Regions from separate parts of the Mus musculus genome. Here all the other regions are linked to region 4. A link is a contact called in public HiChIP or PLAC-seq and promoter capture Hi-C data. All regions are on one chromosome and are shown on one strand. The core of a region is the stretch at or near the end of the contact, and the rest is flanking DNA. Distances in the headings are between cores, read along the strand shown. Region 1 holds the start of Lingo4 (leucine rich repeat and Ig domain containing 4). Region 2 holds the start of Selenbp1 (selenium binding protein 1). Region 3 holds the start of Pi4kb (phosphatidylinositol 4-kinase beta). Region 4 holds the start of Tuft1 (tuftelin 1).

Region 1 (2,700 bases), core at 54-2,553, 260 kb before region 4:
GTGTAAAGAATGAGGGTGGGGTGGAGATAAGGTCCCAAGATAACTGTTTTATGGGGTTTGGGTATGAAGAAAAACATCACTGGAAAAATTAGAATGGAAACCTCTTTGCACACTTTAAAAGTGTCAGATTCGTTAGCAGTCTAATCAGAGACACACATCCACACAGGTGGAGCACACAGAGGCTCTGCCCCCAGTGACACCATTCTGTAGACTTTCCCTCTGGCACACAATCTCTTCCTTGAGGTTGCAGCTCTGAGAAGCCTGAGGTTCTAATTCATACAGGACACCAGAATTCATCCCAGCTCCAGCTGTCCTCTGTCCCTAAGAGAAGCAGAGGACCGGATACTAACCAGCCGGAAAACCCAAGGACCAGCACCCGGGAAGATGCCCTTGACTTCAGTCTCTACGCTATGAGGAAGGAAGGCAGCGCCATCCCCTGCTCTGTACCTGTGTGCTGCTGACTCCACATGATGGAGAGACTAGGAACAGGACAGGGACCTGTTTCTCCTCCATAGTCTTGCTCAGAATTTCTCTCAGTTTTGTAAAGCTGCAGACTCTCCTAGGAGGTATAAGCAGCAGATGAGAGGGAGGGAGGTTTTTTTTTTTTTTTTTTTTTTTTTCTCTCAGAGGAAGGGTTTAGCCAAGTAAACATAAATCCCAACTTGTGCCATTCTTTATAAAACGATTTCAAAGGCTGGAAGTGTATCGTGCCTGCGTGCTTGTACAAGGGTGCAGGGCACACATGTCGGGTGTTGGGAGACTTGAATGTGACTGCCTAGGATACATGCTTGCCCTGCAGTTTTGTTTCTGTGTCAAGCCAGCAATTTATCTGTTTTATAAGAATTTTAGCACACACACATACACACACACACCGCCCAAGATTCTCCCTCAGCTAAGCAATCCACCAGGGAGACTGGTGCTCAGATACCTGACACAAGAGAAATGGCAAGCTAAACTGAAGGAAGGTATTCTAGACTAAGAACTTCCAACAAATGATACCCACAGGCCCGTTTAGATTTAGAAATTGCACAGAATTGCCCTGCATCTAAAAGACTAGAGGCTGTGGAAGCGGTGTCCCGGGAGCTCTCTAGCTCCCCAGGAGGAACCAGGATGTCAAAACTCTCTCAAGCTTCCCAGGCTGTCTCCGTAGCAGACCCTGCCCCAGCCCTGGGTCCCCTCTTCAGTTCCTCCCCCGATTCGATTCGTCATCCCGTAGTGGCGCTTGCTGCAGCCCTCCCTGGTTGCTTTATTTATTTATTTTGCACCAACAGGGTTGCTGCAGACTCATTCTGGTTTAAAAAGAGAGAAGAGGAGGGAAAAAAAAAAAAAAAGAAAAAAATGCTTCCTGGCTCTTTTCTCTCCTTTGGTCTTGGCAGCGCGACCGCAGTAGCGGCGGCAGCAACAGCAGTCTTGCCAGCCGGCTGATGCGGCAGGCTGCCGGGCAGTGGGGAGTGGGGACTCAGACACACGGGGAAGGTGGAGAGGCCAAGGTGCAGCTCGGATGGGACAGGCCCCAGCCCTGGAGAGATGCAGCGCCCAACTTGATGCCACCCCCCAGCTTCTCCGGTAAGTGCCCCTGCCCCTCTGTGGGCACGTCTCAGCTGCCCTTTCCCATGGCATTCTCAAAGACAAGGCCATGTTAAATAGCCTACAGGAAAGAGAGCTTCCCCTCTACCCTAGCTGACCATTCATCCTGTGATTGGAAAACTAAAATGTCCCAGGTACCCCTGGTAGGGAGAGTCCAAGGAGCCCCCCCCCCCGCTTTTTTTAGCCTCTAAAAAGCTGCCCTCCTAATCTGTGTGGATACTCCAAAAATCTCTCTCCTAAGTGCCCCTTCACCATGCAGGTCCCCATGCCTCAATCTGGCATGCTTTAAAGTGGATATGTGCTCGAATGAATCTGTGGCTGCCACATAGACAAGAAAGCTCCATCTCCCTGAGGGGGCAGTGCCCCAGACTCTAGACCCCAGGGGAAGAGAAAGAGTTTTGTAACATCCATCCATCTCTTCTTGCAAAGTGACCAGAGACCAGTCCTGTAGTCATAGAGGATAACAAAGGAAGACTGATTAAATTGGCCACCTTATAAATAAAAGATGTTGACCCTAAGTCCCCCAGCCACTGGGCTAGCAGGCTTTGGGGACAAAGAGAAAACTCATGTAAGCAGGAGAAAGGGCGCTGGCACACACGCCTCACTGCACTTTTGCTGAATGCAGAGCGAAGTGATGAACAGGAAGTGCAGCAACAGTGATGAAGGGCTAGCTGTCAGGTGGACAGGAGAGGCTGGGAACTCTTAGTACCACACAGATGCCCATTAGGCCCTGAAAGGGGGAGGAGAGAGACAGCTGCTGCTGCCCCTTGCTACTCTTTCCCCTCCCCAAGTGATCCCACAACAGTGTCCTGTATCCCTTCTGCTCTTTCCTCTGCGTCCATACTGAGGACTGAACTTGGTATCTTTCTTTAGTTTCCCAACTGCGTTATCCTCTGAAGTGGCTGGAGGAGAGTCTCCAGAATGATTCTCCTGGAGTGTAGGAAGGAAAGGAGAGCTGCAGCTCCTCCTGTATTCTACATGCGAGAAAATAGGACACACAGCAGAAAGCTAACGCCACAGAGCCCAGAAAACCTGAAGCCTCAAAGTCCCGAGGTGCAGGACCTGCAGCCAGGGAAACACAGCAAGCAGGCCGCCTCCAGGAGTGTCAGCTTG
Region 2 (2,700 bases), core at 81-2,580, 270 kb after region 4:
GATACTCTATGCGGTGAGTTAATCCAGAGAAACTCCTCTCAGGCTGGGCTAGCTTCTTCCTTCAGAAGTAAAACGTGGCTTAAAATGTGTCACGTGAGCTCCAGCCCTGCCACCAGAGGCCTTCTCTCTATCATAACTGTACCTAGAGCGATTTCTTCTGGTGGTTATCTTGAGCCCACGTTACCCATTTCCCTATTCAATGAGAACCTCACTTCAGAGCTTTTATCTAAGATGAAAGTAGTGTCTACCGACAGTTGGATTCCCTGAAGTGTGTGGACAGGAGCCTTCCCTGGGCAAGCACCTCACACTGAGGACAGTGGCAGCCCGGGCTCCATGGGAGAGAGTGTTACATAGTCCTCCTGCTGAGCCCTTCAAACCCACACTTTCCTAGGTGAAGGGCAGCCCTGCACGGGGTTAACAGGATCAGGCCTCAGCCTAGCTTTGAGGAGCCCTGTTAATGGGCCTCAGTGAGAGAGGATATGTCTAATCCTGTTGGGACTAGATGTCCCAGGATGGGGTGACCCAAGGTGGTGGGGAGGGAGTAACAGGGGGAGGGATTTATAAGGGCAGGACTGGGTGGAGAGGAGGGGGAGGGGGGCTTCAATCCCAATGCAAAGTGAATAAAAATAAATAAATTACTGAAAAAAAACAAAGAGTTCTTCAGCAAGCAATGGTTTACTGGTGTATATTACAGCCTTGGCTCTGTGGGCAGCTGCTGTGGAAAGGCCTGGGGGAGGGGTCTGGGTGATCAGAACTGTTTCTTGGAGCATGAATGTCTAGAAGAAGAGGACAATCTTCAGAGAAAGCTGGCTTTCGATGCAGCAGTGGGAACAAACAGGTCCCTGAAATGTCCATGGGCATGGCCAGACACATAAACGAGCATTTGAAGGCACAGGAACATGTGAATGCATACATATAAACACTCCTCTCACACGGTTCCTGCTCACATGGGCACACACAGGCATATACACGTCCAGGCAGAAGCACATACAAATTCACACCCGTGCATACACAAACATAAAGGCACATGCATAGGAACCCACAGGAGAAGGCTACACAGGCACACAAACTTGATACAGACCCAGGCATCCAAAAATGGCTCAGATGTTTTTTGCATGTGTATATACACGTACACATGTGCACAAGTGTGCGTGCGTGCACACACACCCTGTAATTTCAACAGCCAGGCCACTTGACAGCTTCCTGGCTAGCTGCCCTTTATAGTTTACCCTGGAAGGCAGCCAGGTCCCTCCCCTTGCTCCACCTCTCCCCCAATTGGTTGCATAAATTCCCTCCCTTTGCCCCTTGCCTGTGCAGTCCGCACTTAATACCAGCACTGGTCTCTGCTGAGCCTCTGCTCGTTCCTGGCAAATCCTGCAGGACCCGAGTGTCAGCCAGCCAGCAGCATGGGTAAGGAAAAGGGTCTCAAACCATGTGTAGGCTGCCCGTAGTTTGGAGGGTCCTCCTCCTTCCAGGAAATGACCCGGAACTGTGGGGAGGACAGTGACAAAAGAGTTGGACTCTTGTTCCTACCCTACAGGCATGCGCATAGCAGCTCAAGTGAAAGCTTCATGCACACTATTTTTCAGCCTGGCCTAAGTTCTAAGGAACAGAAAGGGACCACCAGAAATGGTGGTTTTGTGAATCCTACCCGACCTCGGTAGGGGCAGGGCAGGAGCGGTGCAGCTTGTCACCCTCGTAAATAGACGATTCTGGTTTTAGCACGGGGTCAATGGGTTGGGGGGCGGGTGTTACAAAAGAACAATCATCACAGCCTGGATCTCTCAAGCTGCTTCATATCACCAGTCAATGGGGGAAGTCAGGGGCAGCCACACTAGCGCACTGAGGGCCTGATTCTGCGCCCCTCCCAAGTCCCACAGCCCTCTTATCCTTTTGCCTGCGAGCTCCTGGGTATCAGTCTGAGAGTCTGGGTTTCAGAAGGAATGTTGAGGCCCTGCTCCCCTTATTGCTGGCTCTTCCCTGGGCTAGTAGAAAGACCAGTGGCCACCCTGAAAACCCACTTGAACTTTGCCTGGATTCTCCAAACTCAAAATGTCATAGACCTTGCTTAAAATGCTTAAGACTGGAGGATGCCACACAGAGAAAGATGGTACCCCAGGCAACCTAGCAGCCTGGACCAAGCCTTGGGTGGTGGGATAAACCTCCTCCACTTCTCTCCTCCTCCTCCTCCTCCTCCTCCTGCTCCTCCTCCTCCTCCTCCTCCTCCACTCCTCTCCTCCTCCCTCCACTCCTCTCCTCCTCCTCCTCCTCCTCCTCCACTTCTCTCCTCCTCCTCCTCCTCCTCCTCCTCCTCCTCCTCTTCCTCCTCCTCCTCCACTTCTCTCCTCCTCCTCCTCCTCCTCCTCCTCCTCCTCCTCCTCCTCCTCCTCCTCTTCTTCTTCTTCTTCTTCTTTGGTTTTTTTGAGACAGGGTTTCTCTGTATAGCCCTGGCTGTCCTGGAACTCACTTTGTAGACCAGGCTGGCATCAAACTCAGAAATCTGCCTGCCTCTGCCTCCCAAGTGCTGGGATTAAAGGCGTGTGCCACCACCGCCCGGCTTCTCTCCTCTTCTTAAAGATGTTTTTATTTTATGAACATTTCTGTATGTTCATGTGTAGCACATACGTATCTAGTGCCAACTGGGGCCAGAAGAAGGTGCCAGACAGTTCTGAGTTCCATGGGTGTGTTCTTCACCCCTGA
Region 3 (2,700 bases), core at 130-2,629, 320 kb after region 4:
TTCTCAGCCCTTTGTCTTCAGCTTTAGCTTTTTATCTGCCTCCCAGTTAAATACGGAAGCAGGGGCATGGTTCACTCACCATTTGTCTGTTTCAATAACAGACATGTAGTACTATAACCCATACTTTCTTGATCCCCTCCCCCAAACCTTAGAAAATGTTATTACATCAGATACTACTGTTGTTAATGTAGTGCTATAATAATATTGTCAATATTATTATACAGAAGTTGAGGGTTAGTCCAGCTTGGGGGCATGTGGATATATTCCCACATGTTCCACAGGCCAGTGGCTTGAGCCAAGGAATATCACAAGCAGCCTGGGAAAAATAGACTGTCTCTAAAAAGGGAAAGAGGATAGGAAGGAAGCTAGAGAAGAAAGGGAAAGAAAAAAAAAGGAAACAAAGATCTCAAATCAGCTTATAAGTGCAATGAAGATGTCACCCAAGAGCTAGGCTCAACCCGTAGAATATTAAGAACCTACCCGCCTGCAGTGGTGGCACACGTCTTTAGGCGTAGCACTTGGGAAGCAGAGGTCGACAGATTTCTAAGTTCAAGGCCAGCCTGGTCTACACAGTGAGTTCCAGGACAGCCAGGGCTACACAGAGAAACCCTGTCAAACAAACCTACCCTTACAAGGGGCCTAAGATACTAAGAAAAGTCCCAGGAAAAGCGTTGGGACAGTGATTGTGGGGGGGGGGGGAGGGGTCTATGAGGCCTGTCTCACATGATTTTGTAGCCTTCGGAAAAGGAATAAGCCAAACTTTTGTCATTTCACTCACTTTTCCTAAGCTGGCTTGTCCAGCCTCTGTTAAGGCTTTGGCAGCTGGGGTGACCTTGGAAGCAGCACCTTGTCCCAGAGTGATGGTGCGAAACAGTGAAAGATTGAGGCGGTTGGACTGGGCCATTCCTGAAGCTATAGGGGCAAACTCATGGCATCATCCTTAAAGATGAGTAGGAAGAGGGAAATGAAGGTGATTGTACTCCTTTTTTCGTCCCTTCTCTTTCTTGTCTGTTTTCTGGCCCTCCTGCATGGGTCCTACCGGCTGACTTACGAAAGAAATCCCGTAGGATAGGAGAGGGAGAAAAAAGCCACTGGTGGCAGTTACGGTAACTCAGTGGTTTACGCAAATGAATAGTTTATATATAATTTGCATGTTCATACACTTTTGGAAGTACATAAAATATCGGTACCTCCACGTCCCTCCACTGATCTTACCCACGCTACTTCCCTCTCGGCTTCCTTAGTAAAGCCTGTCTCTTAGGCCCGCCCTCAAACACAGGGCCCGCCTTCCCCCGTAAGCCCCTCCTCCCTGCCCCCCCTCCCTAGCTTCCAAAAGCTCTTCCCCGCCCCCTTTTCCTTTCTGAACAGGCGTGAGTCGGGCAGCTCACTCGACTCAGATTACGATGGCATCAGTAGTGTCCTGACACCGGGAAGCAGGAAAGCAATCTCCCGGAAGAAAGGCTCGGGCCCAGGGGACTCTTACATCGGAACCCGCCAAGGAATTGTTATTTTGTGTCCTGCTAGTGGGGTCCGGTCCAACTTGAAGTTGCGTGAAGGCCCCTTCAGGCGGCGCCGCGGGCAGCCCCGCAGCCGGGGCCTGGAGCAGCCGCCGCGGCCGCTGTCAGGGAAGCGCAGGCGGCCAATGGAACCCGGGAGCGGCCGCTGCTGCTGAGGCGGCGGTGTCGGCAGTCCGACCCCGACCGCCTGCACCCCCTCCGCGAGGGTTCCCCGGAGGTAAGCGGCTCCTCCCCCGTGAGTCGCCTTTGCCTGTGTGTGTGTGTGGGGGGGTCCTTCTGCCACCCTGTCCCGCCCAGCCTACCGCGACCTGGGTTCGACTACAAAACTGCCCCCCTGGTGGCAGCTGCACCCCGAGGTCCTTCACCCTTTCCTCTCGGGCCCGGGGTAGTCTTCTCTGCTTTCTGGCTTCCTCTTCAGTTTAGCCCCTCCCTCTGCCCCGTGGATTCCACCTCCCCACCAGCAGGACACACACTTCGTACCTCTGTTGCCTCTGTTCCGTAACTATCTTCCTAAGTCGTGAACCTTTTCCACATTTGACCCCTTCTACAATATCATCCATGTTTGCCTTCCTCGCCGTTTGTGTTTCTGCTCACAAGCCTCTTCCATGGACTCCGCCTTTATCCCTTTTCCTATTTTGCCCCACTCTTCCGAGTCTGTGCAATCTCAGCACAGAGTTCTCATTTCCCTCAGCTACAGATTGTATCCCTCTCTTCTGCTTCCAATTCCATGACCTCACCATGACCCACTCCCCCAGCTCCTGACTTCCAAGAATTGCCTATTCCCTTCTCCTTAAAGGATCTCAGACTACTGTCATCATACCCAGATACCATCCACTTTGACCTTAGTCCTCAACCCCTCTCTAGGGTGCCTGATGATACCTGAAGCTGTCTTTGGCTTCTCTTTCCCCTTTCTCAATCTCCAGCCCTCTGGAGGGCTTCCCGTAGGAGAAAGCTCTGCCGTGAACACCCCTACAGATAGTGATTTCCAACTTTTGACATTCTCTCCAGGGATTTCCAACTTTTGACATTCTCTCCAGGATTCGGCTGATGTTTGTCTCCCTCGGCTCTGTTTTCCCTGTGGTCTTTAAGTGTTCTCTATCATGCCTTTTATCTCCACATATGATTTCAGATCAGCTAAAGCTTGAACTAAGAAGATGTGAGAGGATGGGGAGCCACAGTTGTC
Region 4 (2,700 bases), core at 33-2,532:
GAGCACCCATTCTACAACAATTCTTTGAAGAGCCATAATCCAGCTGTAGCTGGGTTAGCTTTGCCTCAAGGACATGCTGAGACAGGCAGGCGCATAGGAATCAGATGGGGGGGGTGGGGGCGCAAACTCCCCATCACTTTGGCTCTCATTTCATTCTCCACAACAACTTGGAAATAAATTAATTAGCACAGATCTATGGAGTATTTGGATCCCCCAGCAACGACTAGAAACATGCAGCATCAAATTACAGGCCTTTCCCTCTGGAGAGAAAAAAAAATATGTGGTCAGTTGAGGGTGGCATAAAGGGAGTGAGGGAGTGAGGAGGGCATAAAGGGAGCAGGGCAGACTGGATTGCACTGGAGAATGCCCCCTCTCTCTCCCTAACCCACTCCAGGTGGGTTCAGTTCTCCACTGGAGTTCCGCAGCATCCCCTTATTCCCCTACAGGGACTTGGCATCTGGACATGAAAGCAAAACCAAGGAAGCTACTGGCTGGCTGAAAGGGGGTTGGGGACCAGAAAAGCAAGATTTAAAAAAAAAAAAAAAGGAGAAATCCAAAAGAGGTGACCGTCGAGCGGAGAGCTCCATAAATCCTCTGGGCGAAAGGTAGAATCTGGTACCAATTCCGTAGTTGTCTGAGACCTATCCCGCCCACTCATGCTCTCCCCTCTCTCCTAGGATTCGACCCTCTGCCCCCTTTCCTAGTAAAAGGATCGCCATCACAGAAGTCTTTGAAGGGGTTCTGAGGCCATCGGGAAACGCGAAAAGGCGTAACCCACCTGGGCCGGCGCAACGTCCGAAACAGCGCAGGGATCCGGTCCCTCGAGCGTCTTCCACGACCCAATCTAGCTGCCCACGAGACGCCTGAGTAACGCGCCCCATGCCCGAGCCGGGGCTACAGTGTCCGCGCCAAGGACAGGACCTCCCCAGCCCTGGAGCTGCCAGTGTTTCGTCCTGTGCTTCCCACTCCACAGTCCGCCACAGGGCAAAGGAAAAAGCCCACGGAGCGACGCGGGGCTGACCGCACTGAGCCCGGCGTCAGGTGAAATGGGCTACCTGAGCCTGAGGCACGCGAGCGGCGGAGCTGGAAAGCCACTGTGCCTGAGTGGGAAGGCGGGGTGAAGGTGACGACCTACCGCGGTCTGGCTCTCCGGGTGCACGTCCACCAAGGTACACCAGTTCCGCGTCCCGTTCATCTTCACGCGGAGGTCGTATGAGCTTCCTCAACTCCGAGGTCCCGGGGAAACTAGGCCGGCAGGCGGGTGCGCGCGCGGAACCGCCCCCTAGTATAGGCGCGTCGGGGGCGGGGCTGAAGATGGGCCACGCCCAGGGCGGTATTTATCAATGAGGTAGAGCGGAAGCGAGAGGTGGGCGGTGCCAAGAGGCTTCAGGACTCGCCTACCCGTGCTATGGACGATTTACGTAAAGGTGAGGCTTGGGAGTGAAGGTCGGGTGACCGCTTAGGAATTTTACTAAGGGTACGACAAGGTATCTTGTGGTATCTCATTGGTCTTTTTCCTTTCAGTTTTCCAGGTTCGGTGCGGGAAAGAATCGGTCTGGTCGTCTGAGTTGGGGCTTGCACAAGCTTCTGTGGTCTTTCCTGAAATGTAAGCCAGCCTGTAGGCTTTTTAGAGCTGAGTACATCTTTCCTCAGAGTTCTACCACACAGGTAGAAAGGCAGGCACCAAAGACCAGCTCACTCGGACTAGTCTAAGCCAGTCTGGCAGGTGCTTTTTCCTGGCAAGTAGCCCAGGTCGAAGTCAAAGCCAGCTAAGCTCTGGGTGGGGCTTGCTTTGCAGAAACTAGACTTATATGGTAGGGAGAGGCGGGACACATGACCTTAAAAGGAATTTGCACCCTAGAGAAAGAGTCTTAGTGGCACCAAAGGCAGTTGCTTCCCAAGCTTAGGCTGGGATCTTGAGGGCTGACCTCTGGTAGAAGGCTATCTCACTGTGTGATGGTCACAGGGACAGCAGGCGCGGTGTGTAAGGTCTAATCCGATTGAATAGGCAGTACCACTAGAGGTAGCAATTCGTTTTGGTGAACATCTAGGTCCTTAAAGTGTTAGGGTGGGTGTGGGGAAACGAGGTGGGCGGGGACTAGACTGGACTCTGAGTCACTTGCCAGTGATGAATGGATACAAAGCTCTGTCTATACCTGGAAGATAATCACTAGGGACATCAGTGACCAGAATAGGAGAAAAACTCAATTCTGGTCCTTTCTCTATCCTCAAAAAAGGCATTTGTGGTTCTTTGACTGGGAAAGCCCCCCCCCCCCCCACCAGGCTCGGTCATTTGAATACCTGGTTTCCAGTTGGAGGTACTAATTGGGGGATTGCGGAAATGTAGTTTCGCTGGACAACCAAGTCACTGGGGCAGGCTTTGAGAGTTCAAAGACTCCCACCATTCCTACTTTGCTCTCTGCTTCCTGCTTGTGGTTTGAGATCTCAGCTATCACCTTTCTACCATGATGGCGATGACCTCTTACCCCTCTGGAACTGTAGGCTCAAATACACACCTCTTTATTTAACCTGTCTTGACTGTTGTTTTCTATTACAGCAGCAGACAAGTAACTCATACAGCACTCTGTATAAGCTATTCCCAGAGCTTCTTAGGACAGGATGGTTCTACTACAAGTAGTCTGTTTCCTAGATGCCTGATCAGCCACAAGAGACCTCTAAAAAATGAGCTAAAGCCTCATT

Evidence for each region. Promoter capture Hi-C pulls out the DNA fragments that hold promoters and counts their contacts. HiChIP or PLAC-seq counts read pairs in DNA pulled down with a chosen protein or histone mark.
Region 1: a promoter capture Hi-C map of liver shows a contact between it and region 4, with 2.8 times the contacts expected there. The contact joins the promoter of Lingo4 here to the promoter of Tuft1 in region 4. A contact is called at or near these places in 13 of 39 promoter capture datasets (the 3T3-L1 cell line, the C10 cell line, the HPC-7 cell line and 7 more) and 1 of 9 other capture datasets (adipose tissue).
Region 2: a FOXA1 HiChIP or PLAC-seq map of pancreatic cancer cells shows a contact between it and region 4. The contact joins the promoter of Selenbp1 here to the promoter of Tuft1 in region 4. A contact is called at or near these places in 4 of 39 promoter capture datasets (embryonic stem cells, hematopoietic stem and progenitor cells, hippocampal neurons and 1 more) and 2 of 115 datasets of contacts at active chromatin or transcription factors (pancreatic cancer cells and stem cell-derived neural progenitor cells).
Region 3: a contact with region 4 is called in a promoter capture Hi-C map of the HPC-7 cell line, with 2.8 times the contacts expected there. The contact joins the promoter of Pi4kb here to the promoter of Tuft1 in region 4.

Annotation. Positions count from the first base shown.
Region 1 is chr3:94,397,916-94,400,615 of GRCm38.p6, forward strand. Lingo4 (leucine rich repeat and Ig domain containing 4) reads left to right here and starts at 1,304. Exons shown (of 2, transcript NM_177250.2): 1 at 1,304-1,566. The coding sequence starts at 1,502. Rorc (RAR-related orphan receptor gamma) reads left to right here. Exons shown (of 11, transcript NM_011281.3): 11 at 1-361.
Region 2 is chr3:94,931,753-94,934,452 of GRCm38.p6, forward strand. It overlaps Selenbp1 (selenium binding protein 1), which reads left to right and starts at 1,331. Exons shown (of 12, transcript NM_009150.3): 1 at 1,331-1,410. The coding sequence starts at 1,407.
Region 3 is chr3:94,973,352-94,976,051 of GRCm38.p6, forward strand. It overlaps Pi4kb (phosphatidylinositol 4-kinase beta), which reads left to right and starts at 1,380. Exons shown (of 11, transcript NM_175356.3): 1 at 1,380-1,734. It overlaps B230398E01Rik (a long non-coding RNA gene), which reads right to left. Exons shown (of 4, transcript XR_003954666.1): 2 at 1,998-2,700.
Region 4 is chr3:94,657,590-94,660,289 of GRCm38.p6, forward strand. It overlaps Tuft1 (tuftelin 1), which reads right to left and starts at 1,283. Exons shown (of 13, transcript NM_011656.3): 1 at 1,136-1,283. The coding sequence starts at 1,195.